Regions from separate parts of the Mus musculus genome. Here region 2 is linked to region 1. A link is a contact called in public Hi-C data. All regions are on one chromosome and are shown on one strand. The core of a region is the stretch at or near the end of the contact, and the rest is flanking DNA. Distances in the headings are between cores, read along the strand shown. Region 1 overlaps Gm39665 (a long non-coding RNA gene). Region 2 overlaps Acsl3 (acyl-CoA synthetase long-chain family member 3).

Region 1 (5,964 bases), core at 619-3,118:
AAATGTCACCTCTAGATTGGGGCGGGACCACTCCAACTGTGTGTTGTCCTTGTTAAAAGACAAAGCTGCTACACTTGTGCCGCTTTTGCTCCCTGTACAGTGCCAATTCCCCACAACCTGAGTGCAAGAGAAAATTCACAGGCCTCTGTCATTCTGATTTCAATCAAAACATAGATCTTCAGTCATCCGGGGGTGGGGGGTGGGGGAAGAACAGTGGACAGTGTTGAGCATAACAAAGCATAAAGTAAGTTAAAAAAAGCAACAGGCAGCAGACTACCAGCAATCACTGCAGTGCCAGTCTCTAGACTGTCTTCACCACAGACCATATTTTGTTTTCTGTTTTCGTGATAGAAGTCCCCTATATAAAATGGGTATATTTGCATATAGTGTATGTTCATCTTCCTTTTAAGTCGTATATAGAGTACGTAAAGAACCCAGTACAATGTAAATGTAGTCACAGAAGAGTTTAGACCAGCTTGCTTAGAAGATAATGACAAGAAAAAGTTTGATATAAACAATGGAACTCTTTTAAGTCATAAAGAAGAAAGAAATGGGCATCTGTAGGAAAATAAATGGGATTGGAGAGAATCTTATAAACTAGCCTTATGTGTGGTTCCTTGATTTTATATCAATGAATATAGTCATGTATGTATATATGCATGAAAGAAGACAGGCAAATTATCTAGGCAACAGATGGGACTAATGGGAGGGAGAGGGGAGAGGAAAGAGAGGCAATCAGGTAGATATGGGGAAGATATATTCTACATACACTGCATACTTGCATTTTTTTAAAAGAGGAAAATGTTTGTAAATGTTATATACAGACAGATTTTAAAATTATGGTTTTTTGGGGTGGGGTTAGTCTTTGTGTATGACTCAGTATGTAACTCTGCATGTGTAGACCAGACTTACCTTACAGACTTGCTATGTAGCCCAGGTTAGCCTCAAATTCCTACCTATAATCCTCCTGACTCAGACTTCTAAGTGCTCAGATTACAGGTGTGTGCCACCAGGTCCTGCTTTTTTTCTGGGTATTTTCAAGGTAAGTTGGCTGTGTGGAAGTAGACCCTGGGGATAACATAGGGCTAGTTATACTGCCCAGAAGATACTCAGTGTTCCTGCCAAGAATCAACCCACCCAGACTTGGGGCAGCACCAACACACATCCCCTTGATTTGAGAGTTTGGGAGGTGCCCCAAAGAAAGACAATAATGTGTTTTTGACGTGGCTTGCAGTTGGCATTGGGCTCAAGAGTGGAAGCTGAGATAGCTCTGCAAAGATCTGGGGAAACATTTCGAAGGAAAGCAGGATAATGTCAATGTCACGGAAGGGTGGCGAGCTGAGACTATGGGAAAAGGAGAATACAAAGTCAAAGCCAAGGAAAGAAAGGACTTGTCTCTGCTCTGCCACTTGCCAGCTGGAGGAACTTGAAGCAGTGTCCCCTGATCTTTTGTATCTCCCTGTCACAAAAACAAGGGGGTGACCTAGATCTGCGCTTTACGAACTTGGCTGAGAGTCGCAATGACCTGGGAAGCTTTCCAAACACCGATGACTTCATTGGTCTGGAGTTCAGCTTTAAACCTGGTGATCGTTAACATTCCCCAGGTGATTGTGATATTCACAGCACATTGAGGGCCCTGAGCTAGATAATCTGTGAGCTTTTGTCCCACCCTACCAACTGCTGGCTGGCAAAGGACAGTGACCTCTCTCAGTCCTCCCCCCATTCCCCAAGCTTCTGCATCTCTAGCAAGGAGCTGACCTGGATCTATTTAGCTCCTTTCATATAATTATCATTGCATGGGATGGATAGGCTGTTTGCTTATGTAACTTTAAGGATTGAAATCCCATCCTGGGCCAGCAGTCTTTTTCCCAGCTGGAGGAGGTAACTGGATACTCCCTGCAGGGTTTCGATCTGTCTCTCAACCTCTCCAAAGCAAATGTACTTTTCCAGCCCTTTCAACTGTAGCTGTACAAAAAAGAAAGGAGACCGTAACCACCGACATTTCCTTTATAGACAAAGGCAAGCACTGAAATAGCTCTCAGCTTGCTATCCAGGTAAACTCAAGACAAATTTAGAAACCCTGTAACGTTGGACCGTCATCCCAAGGATGTGAAGAGGGGATCTGGTTTACTTCCTTTCAGTCTTTTATTCTCGATCCTTTTTTAATTCCCCAAAATATAATCCAAAGACACAGGTAGGGTTTGCAAAGGCCAAGGCTTGGCTAATGACCAAAGCCGTTAAATTCCTGCTCAATCAGATTAGCCCAGTTAAGTCCGTGGCATTAGGGCCTGGTATAACACCCTGGCCTGCTGAGACACCTCCTCCATCCTGCTGGGAAATTTTTCCTAAACCCCCAAATAGCAGCTTAATCTGTGGAGGAAACAACAAAGGAGAGGTGCTAAGTATAGCCAGTACCTTCGAGAGAACAGCATACTTTAGAATAGAATGAGAGCCACAAGAGTTATTTTAACATTTCTACTAGTGTTCTCGAGCAAGAAAAAAGAAGCACGTGAAATTAATTTGCACTAATATTTTATTTCCCCTTTATGGCATATGATCATCAATTCTTAACTAACGAGCAATTCTGTAGCTTCTACTTTTTAGCAAGTCTCCAAAATCCCATGAGTATTTTTGCAGCATCGCTCAACAGAGCTAAATGGAATTAGTACACTTCTTGTGTTCAAGAGGCCATGTGTGCTAGTGGCAAATGTTCTGAGTGACAGGAGAGCCTCTATACTTATTCAGTGCTGACAGCAGGCTAGAAGTGATGCAGAGATGAGAGCCCAATAAACCTCTCTCTCTCTTTCTCTCTCTCTCTTTCTCTCTCTCTCTCTCCTTTGCTTTCTTTGGGATAGGGTAACTAGGCAGCATACACTGATCTTGATTCTGCCTCTTTAACTTAAAGCTGTATGTTTTTAATTTTTTTTCCTTTTTTTTAAATTAGGTATTTTCTTCATTTACATTTCCAATGCTATCCCAAAAGTCCCCCATGCCCTCCCTCCCGCTCTCCTGCCCCCCCCATGTTTTTTTAAAGACAAGCTATTTACCTTGTTGAGCCTCACTCCCAGAAAACTTTTTTTAAAAGATTTGTTTATTTATTTTATGTATCTGAGTACACTGTAACTGTACAGATGGTTGTGAGCCTTCACGTGGGAATTGAATTTTTAGGACCTCCCTCTACTTGCTCCAGTCAAACCCACTCGCTCTGGTCAACTTTGCTTGCTTAGTCCCTGCTCCCTTTGGCCCAAAGATTTATTTATTAATATACATAAGTACACTGTAGCTGTCTTCGGACGCACCAGAAGAGGTCATCTGATCTCATTACGGGTGGTTGTGAGCCATCATGTGGTTGCTGGGATTTGAACTCAGGACCTTCGGAAGAACAGTCAGTGTTCTTATCTGCTGAGCCATCTCGCCAGCCCACAGAAAACTCTAAAGAATCTCCACAAAACACAACTAAGAGAAAAGAAAAATCTAACCCCTAAGTAGGCTGTGAATGACCACATTTAATTCTTGTGTCAGCACTGTACGCTCTTTTGGCAAACTTAGCACAAAATGTTGGAAAATTAAAATTGGAACTAAATGAGAAGATCTCTGGCAGAACCCTTGTCCTTGGTTCATTTCCGTTGTGATAGAAATTCTGACAAAAAGGAAATCTGGGGAGAAAGAGTTTAATTTAGCTTATGGTTCCAGGGTACAGTCTATCATTCCAGGGAAGTTAAGGCAAAACAGCTAGTCATACCCACAATCAAGAGGTGGGAGACAATGCATACATGCACACTTGTGCTTGGCTCCCTCTCTATACTAATATAGTCCAGAATCCTCTGCCTAGGGAATGGTGTTACCCACAATGGGCAGATTCTTTTTTACATGAGTTAATGAGTAAGGGAAACAGACATGACCACAGGTGGGCTTGATCTAGATAATCCCTGGTTGAAGGTGTCTCTTCCTAGGCAAATCTGAAATATAGAGAGTTAGTGATTGGCTGCAATTATAAAATCCCTGATTCTGAAAATATGTGGGTAGCACCTCTGACTCATGTCCCCAGCCAGCATCTCTTCCAAATAGCAGTTCCTGATTGTCTGTGTCAGCAATCCTTGGTCTCTCAGGCAGTCTTCAATTAGGTCGTTCTGCAGGAGTTGCCTTTGTGGCTGCAGCCCCCAGCATTTATGCAGATATGGCCACCAACATTCCTCCTACATTTCCACCCTTTTGTTTTTAGATTTAGACAGCCTAGTGGGAGCTGGGCTGGAATGCCATTGTTGATCCCACATGAGAGGATTCCCAAAATACTGGACTGTTCCTGTCTTAGGTTGCCCTATCTTCTAGGATTTTACCTGTCATGGACTACCAACTCTCAAAGAGATATCACTCCGGAGGCATGTCACACAAGGGGGAGATGAGGAACAGTCTACATGGTGGTCTCACAGATCTCTGCCATCCAGGCTTTGTTTACTTCCTTACGGGGAGCCTCAGCTGGGGTTTTTGAAAGCCATCAGCACCTAGGGGTGAGGGTGTGTAATTAAATGCAAGTGCTCACAGAGGTCATAGGTGTCAGATCCATGTGGAGCTGGGGAAACAGCTGCCTGATGCAAGTGCTGGAAATCAAACTCAGGTCCTGAGGCACATTTCCAGGACCTTGGCCAGTGATCTCAATTACTGTCATTTCCCCACCCCCAGTTTTAATTCTTTCTTTTTTTCTTTTTTTCTTTTTTCTTTTTTCTTTTTCTTTTTCTTTTTTTCTTTTCTTTTTTCTTTCTTTCTTTTTTTTTTTTTTTTTTTTTTACAGAAGGCGGTGACTTTTGCTGCTTGGTAAAAATTCATCCCCTTCTGTTCTCCGTTTCATAAAAGCCTTTGGTGTTCACTAACTTCAGTTTCATGGGTCTGCCTTCTTGGAGTGAAAGAGCATATTCTCATTGTGTTACGTCAGGTGATAGAGTGTAAGGTTACAAAGCTTTCAATATGATTCCTATAAAAATTGTAATGACACTTAAAACAAACAAACAAACAAAAAACCCTAAAATTCATACAGAGCTTCAAAATATCCCAAACATTCAGAGAAAATTTAACAAAGAAAAAAGCTGGAAATATCACCCTTTTTTTTCTTTCTTTCTTTTTTTAAAATTTCAAATACTACTACAAAGCTATGGTGATTAAAACAGCATGGAAGTATCATAAAATCAGATCATACAACAGTATAAAAAAACAGAGTGCCCAGAATAAATCCATGGAACTACAGTCAACTGGGCTGCCCCTTCTTCCCGACACTATGTATAACAAGGTTACAGGTGTTATAACACCTGGCTGAGCAACTACCATTTAAGACCAGTGCCAAGATCACATAAGGAAGGAGAGTCTTGTCAACAGTTCATGTTGGGAAAACTAGATACGCACATGCAAAAGAATGGAGAAGCAGGCATGGTGAGACAGGCCTGTATCCCAGCGAAGTCAAGCAAGGGCAAACTCCTTCAGATTGGTTTTAGCAATAGCGTTTTGGCTTTATGTTACCAAAGCACAGACAACAGCATAAGCCAACAGCACTAAACTCAAAGGCTTCAGTGTACAAGCACAACAGTAAAATGGAACAGCAACCTGAGAGGAACGGGAGAAACCATTTGCAAGCCAGTTAGCTTATAAAGGTGCTATTGCCCACATACATAAGGAACTTACATAACTTGGAAAGGAAAAAAACAAACAAACAAACAAACAAACAAATAGCCTGAGAGATAGCCTGAGGGAAAATGAAGCAAAGTGCCGCAATACATTGTGATGCAGACGGGTGATCATAGCACTCCAGGATGGGACTGTATTAGTGAGTTTTCTGCTGCTGTGATAAAACACCATGACTAAGGCACCCTATAAAGAAAGGGTTTATTTGGGCTTTGGGCTTATGGTTACAGGGGATAGGAGTCCATCTTGGCAAGGGAGTATGGCAGCAGGCAGCAGGCAGAGAAGCTGAAAGCT
Region 2 (5,690 bases), core at 221-2,720, 130 kb before region 1:
AGGAATATAAATCTGACCCCACAGGCAGTGGGAGATGAGTTTTGGTTTGGTTTGCTCTGCCTCACTCTTCTTCCTAATGACACACACCTATTGGTTCACCTTAGATAGCAATGTTGAGCTCAACTGTGGTTAGGCTGCCTTTGAGAGAAACTCGCCTGAGAACTGCTTGTGAGGTTCCTGCGGCAGCTGGCCTCACCTCAGGCTGGCCGGTTGGTGAACCTTGCGGTTTCTCCACAATTCAACTGCAGCTGCTGGTTCGTGCCCGGTGATCTGCCTGCTGAGAGGACTGGACTGTAAGTTGCCAGTCTGGGTGTGCTGTCTGCCTGCCTAGAGGACTAGTCTGCAGCTGCTGAGTCCTATTTGGTATTTGCTGCAGGACTAAACTGCTAAGACAGAAGACTGAGCTTGCCCCAAAAGAACTTTTGCTAAACAGGACCACTTCCCCCATATCCTAATAACTTTCCTCTTCCACTGTCTCTAGTGGGTGGTGGGCTAAAGGAGAGGTTGAACCATTACTAAAAGTACATTGCAAAAAAAATTTATGCCTACAAAAGGTTATGGGAGCTCTCTGCCAGAAGTTGACTACAGCAAGCTTACATGGAGCACAGCTAAGCTAAGCATCTGAGTCCCTGCTGATAAGATAGAGATTAGAGACAGAAAGAACAACTATAGCCCAACCGAAAACCAAGGAGGCAAGCACTTTCAGAATGTGGTCTGCTGCAGAAGCAAAGTGCTAACGCACGAGTAAAGAGGAGGTGCTGGCACTCAAATGCAGACATATACATGTGGCTAGACACACATACATTCATACATACATACACACATACACACAAATAAATTTTAAAATGTTGACTTTTAAAATTAATGTTCTCTAAAATTTCTACTTTTAGACACCTGGGGAATACTTTAACCATCTACTAAAATGGCACAAATGTTTGAACTCTTAACAGCTACAAATACAGTCACTCTTGAGTTTTACAATGACATACCCCAGTCTTGGAATCCTTCTCGCCATCCCCGTTATAGAAGCAATGATGTTGCTGTGTGAGATCATGACTCCCTTTGGAATTCCTGTGGACCCACTTGTGTACATGATTACTGCAATATCTGAGGGCAGTGGTTTGCTGTGAGCTTTCTTTTCTACGTTGAAGAAAAGAAAAAGGGAAACAAAAAAGAAGAAACTCAGCTCTATCAGCAATTTTCTTCTAACACTCAAACAGCAGTCAACACATAAGGAGGCATAAACAATACTGGGACAAACAGGTTAAGTCTATAATTAGAGCCACGGAGGAAATAAAGACAGGGTCAGATAACACTGCTTAGGTGCAGCATTCTGGCAAAGGGTAAGCAAAGTAGCCACAAAAGTCCTGGGAAGCCAGTAGTTCACATAGACGTACAAAGCAGTGGACATGGTAGCAGATGTCTGCAAATGCACACTCAGGAAGCTAAAATGAGATCTTAACGTCAAGGCCAGCCTAGGACGCATGGTAAGCTCTGGTACAGTTTACACAGATCATGTTCCATTTGGTACGTTGGTTAGATAGATCGATAGATTGATCAATAGACAGACAGACAGACGGGGGGGGGGGGGGGGGGGTAAACAAGTCAGTACAAAGGCTTTAAGGTAGAAGTGTGCCTGGCATCTATAAACACTAGCACTGCGGTGGGACTGGAGTAACCCTAAGTACCAGTGGAGCAGCACCCAGCACCACAGGCAGCCGCAGAAGGCACTGAGGAGGGCTGCATCTCACCCCTGGGATCAGATGAAAGGCCCTTTTCAGCAGAGGCAGGCCAGCATCTGAAGCAAAAATGACTTTGGAGCTATATAAACTTGGCTGCTGAGTGGCTATGTAAGTTGAAAATGGAATTAAAAAAAAAAAATGAGGAGCTCCTCAGAATAAAGGGGCCTGAACCTTTATACCTGCACACTCACTAATGTGTCCCTGCTTCAGGAGATGACCTTGTTGGTTATACTCAACTCCCAGGGTTGCTCAGTGTTGCTTGTCTGTAGTCACAAGACATCTAGCCTAAAATCAACAACCAACACACTACAGGAAAGGCACAGGAGACAACCAGATGGTATCACCACCATCTGCCTGTCTACACGCATATCCCAAAGCTAATGCAATGTAAAAGGTTCTTCAAGTATGTCCCCTTCTCTCATACCAGGCCAGATGACTTCTTAACAATGAACCACATAATACATTCTTTTCTTTTCTCTTTTCTTTTTTTCTTTTCTTTTCTCTTCTTTTCTTTTTCTATAACTAGACGGTACTGGTCAACATTCTCTGAATGCCCACCAATACCTACAACTCAATATGCTAAAATATTATCATCCCTGATATTCCCGTAATGACAGCATTATCCTGTCCCTAATCAGAATCACCCAACTTCTAACTACAGAGGAAATACCATTACAACATGCCAGAGACCTGCAGTCTACATTTTCTGATGCTCATTTCTTTGACAGTTACTGCTTTGAAAGTGTCTATGCCTTGTGTCATCTGGAAGATTAAAAACTCTGCATAGGCAAGTACGAGGAGAGAGAAGTGAAAAAGAGGACTCCTGGCTTAGAAACTCTAGCTGAAGACTAACTCTAATGTGTCTATTTAAAGTGCTTAACTTTAAACTACTCAAAACTTTCAGAAAAAGTGAACAGAAAATTGAATGATGTGTAAGTACTTTAAATTTACTTCAAGTAACCACTACTGCTTTTTGGTTATTGCTGCCCTTGTTTTGCAGACAGGGTCTCATGTAGCCCAGTCTGGCTTTTGTAGCCCGGTCTGGCCTTGCACTAGCTCCCTGGTCAATGATGATCAATTCTGATCCTTCTGCCTCCACCTCCTGGTGCTGAGGTGGCAGGCATGTGCCATCATGTCCAATGTTATGCGACACTGGGGAATCAAACCCAGGCCTTAGAGCATGCTGGGCAAACACTCTGCATAATGAGTTAACATTCCCAGTCCATAATTTAAGAAGAATAAATAAGTGTTGGCATTTTCCTCAAGTCTTTCTTTAAAGGCTAGGTAAAAGTAATAAAGAAGAACCCATTTCCACAGTTACAGTCTAGAACAAGGTGAGCAGAGAGTGCACATCTGGAATGATCACAACGTACCCACGTTGGCCTTCACTCCTAGAGCCTGCACTGCAGCCATGGTGTGTACAATGACACCTTTGGGGAACTCAGACCAGGTTGGAGGCTTCCCATCAACAGTAATGATATGCCGCAGACGTGGGACCAAAGAGACTATATCCTGAAGAAACACAACAATCATGATGTTAGCCAACAGTTGAGTAACTCGGGACACATGAGCACAGTTCTCTACACACTGAGCCACCAACTGATTTCTTGCCCCGAAAGTTAAGTGGTAGGGGCTAGGGAGACAGGCCGGAGGAACGGCATGAAGAGGGGGTGGGGAATTGGACGAATATTCTATAGCACTGTGTATACAATCTTCTTTGATAAAATCCTCATCAATAAAGTTACTGCTCCACAAAATGGACATATAAACACATAATACCTGAACTACTTATAGAGAAGCCCAAAGTCCCTCATATTTTCAAGAGAATGCAAAAGAATATATCAAAGAAGGAAAGAAGTCCACCTGGGAACTTTCTAAAAAAGAAAAATAAAACAATGCCTGATAGTGATGTTTCCAGGGGAAGTTGCCCGTTTCCTATTATTTCATAAAATGTCTCCCATTTTAGTACACCTACCACCCCCATTCTTTCTTTCCCTACTTCCTCTTTTCTCTCTTCTCCTGTATGTTTGTCTCTGTCTCTCTTTCTCTCTCTCCTTCCCTCTTTCTTTCCTCCACTGCTCTCTCCCTCCTTCCCTCCGTGAGTGTCACCTGTATGTCTTTCAGAAGATCTCTCCCAACTTAGATTGAACTCCAACTTACTCTATAGCTGAGGACGACTTTGAACTACTAATCTTTCTAATTCCATCTCCCAAGTGCAGAGATTACACGTATGGGTGCATATGCACACAGATGTGTGTGTGTGTGTGTGTCTGTCTGTCTGTCTGTCTGTCTGTCTATGCGCATGAGTGGGAGGACAGAAGACAACTTTTGGCACTGTTCCTGAGATGCTCTCCAAACCCTCCTCCACAGGGTCCTCTGGCCTGAGCCATGGCAACAGTAAGCCCCAGGGAGCCACGTGTTCTGCTAGCACAGGTACTGGGATTATGAGCAGATATGACCACAGCTGACTTTTTAAATAAGAGTTCTGGAAATTAAACCCAGGTCCTTGTGATTACAAAGGCAAGCTTTCACTTTACCTACATGGTGCATAGACATGCATGCAGGCAAAACACGTATGCACATGATATAAATATATTATGTTGAGAGACCAGCAAAATGGCTCAGGAGGTACATTCTACTTGTCACCAAGCCTGATGACACAAGAAACCCCATGATGAAAGGAGAGTTAACTCCCACAGGTTGTACAGACTTTTCACAGGTGTGCTGTGGCACATGTAACCACATATATGAATGCAGATGCATACAAACAAACAAATTCAAAAATTATACACATGCAAAACTATTAATTTACTTTATATATGCAATATACAATAAAAAGTTGTCATCCTTTCAACATTGGCAAATTAACAATTTTTATCTATGGTCTATCTAATATATATATATACATACATATATATACATACATATATATATACATACATACATATATACATACATATATACATACATATATACATACATATACCTATATACCTATATACCTATATACCTATATACCTATATACCTATATACATATATACATATATACATATATACATATATACATATATACATATATACATATATACATATATATATTGCACTTTTTATATTCTAAAGGAAAACCACAAAATCTCAAAGATAACTGGGTCAGTATGATTCATCACAGGAAAAGTCAAAGCATCAGACTCTTAAAGAGAGCTGTGGTCCTCACCTTCAGCTTTGTTTGCAAGAGTTCTTTGCTAGTAATGATGTTGGTCACCTCTGTCTCATTCAGTCCATGAACAATGGCTGGACCTCCCAGAGTAGCATACAGTGTAACAACTACAAGGAAAAGAATACAGGTCACACATAAGGGCACAGGCATAAGGGCTCCCACCCAGCAGCCCCTCTGGAAGTACATGTGCATCTTAAAGGAGTGTTCCTTCTCATGGACAGCCTGGGAAAACTACTGTGGTTGCATACAGAAGGTTCTGATCAATATCCTATCTACTCATCTTCCTCTAACGTTCCCAAGATCCCTAGTATTTTACATGAGGATTCTTAATGTTTCACATTCACTATATTCTAGGACTAATATAACATAAAGGAATTATATCTATTCTAGAATGTCAAAATCTTCCTTGTAAAAAGAGACAAGCCCATTGGTTCTCAACCTTCCTAATGCTGCAACCCTTTAATATAGTTCCGTGTGGTGGTGACCCCAACCATAAATTATTCTTGTTGCTACTTCATAACTGTAATTTTGCTACTCTTATGAATCATAATATAAATATCTATGTTTTCCAATGATCTCGGCAACCCCTGTGAATGGGCTGTTCTACCCCTAGAAGGGGCCACAACCCACAGACTGAGAACCACTGGACAAGGCAGTAAGACAGCGCCTTGAATGTCAGATCTTAGGTATCATGTCAACAAAATAGTGACGAGGCCTACAGTCCTAACAC

The links. A called contact is a pair of places that touch in the nucleus more often than the background predicts.
Region 2: a Hi-C map of liver shows a contact between it and region 1, with 4 times the contacts expected there. The contact joins two enhancer-like sites. A contact is called at or near these places in 11 of 484 Hi-C or Micro-C datasets (embryonic stem cells and liver), 3 of 115 datasets of contacts at active chromatin or transcription factors (all in embryonic stem cells) and 1 of 9 other capture datasets (liver).

Annotation. Positions count from the first base shown.
Region 1 is chr1:78,563,930-78,569,893 of GRCm38.p6, reverse strand. The region is part of intron 2 of Gm39665 (a long non-coding RNA gene); the gene reads left to right. It also overlaps a transcript of Mogat1 not described here. Among named protein-coding and RNA genes, the nearest start is that of Gm39665, 21 kb to the left of the region's middle. Within about 2 kb of position 1,868, at least 44 of the 459 cell types and tissues checked have an H3K27ac peak or open chromatin away from gene starts, as enhancers often do. A contact at or near this core is called in liver, where this site is marked.
Region 2 is chr1:78,689,646-78,695,335 of GRCm38.p6, reverse strand. Acsl3 (acyl-CoA synthetase long-chain family member 3) reads right to left here. Exons shown (of 15, transcript NM_001033606.2): 4 at 4,958-5,067; 5 at 3,116-3,254; 6 at 990-1,140. Among named protein-coding and RNA genes, the nearest start is that of Gm51635, 12 kb to the right of the region's middle. Within about 2 kb of position 1,470, at least 4 of the 459 cell types and tissues checked have an H3K27ac peak or open chromatin away from gene starts, as enhancers often do. A contact at or near this core is called in liver, where this site is marked.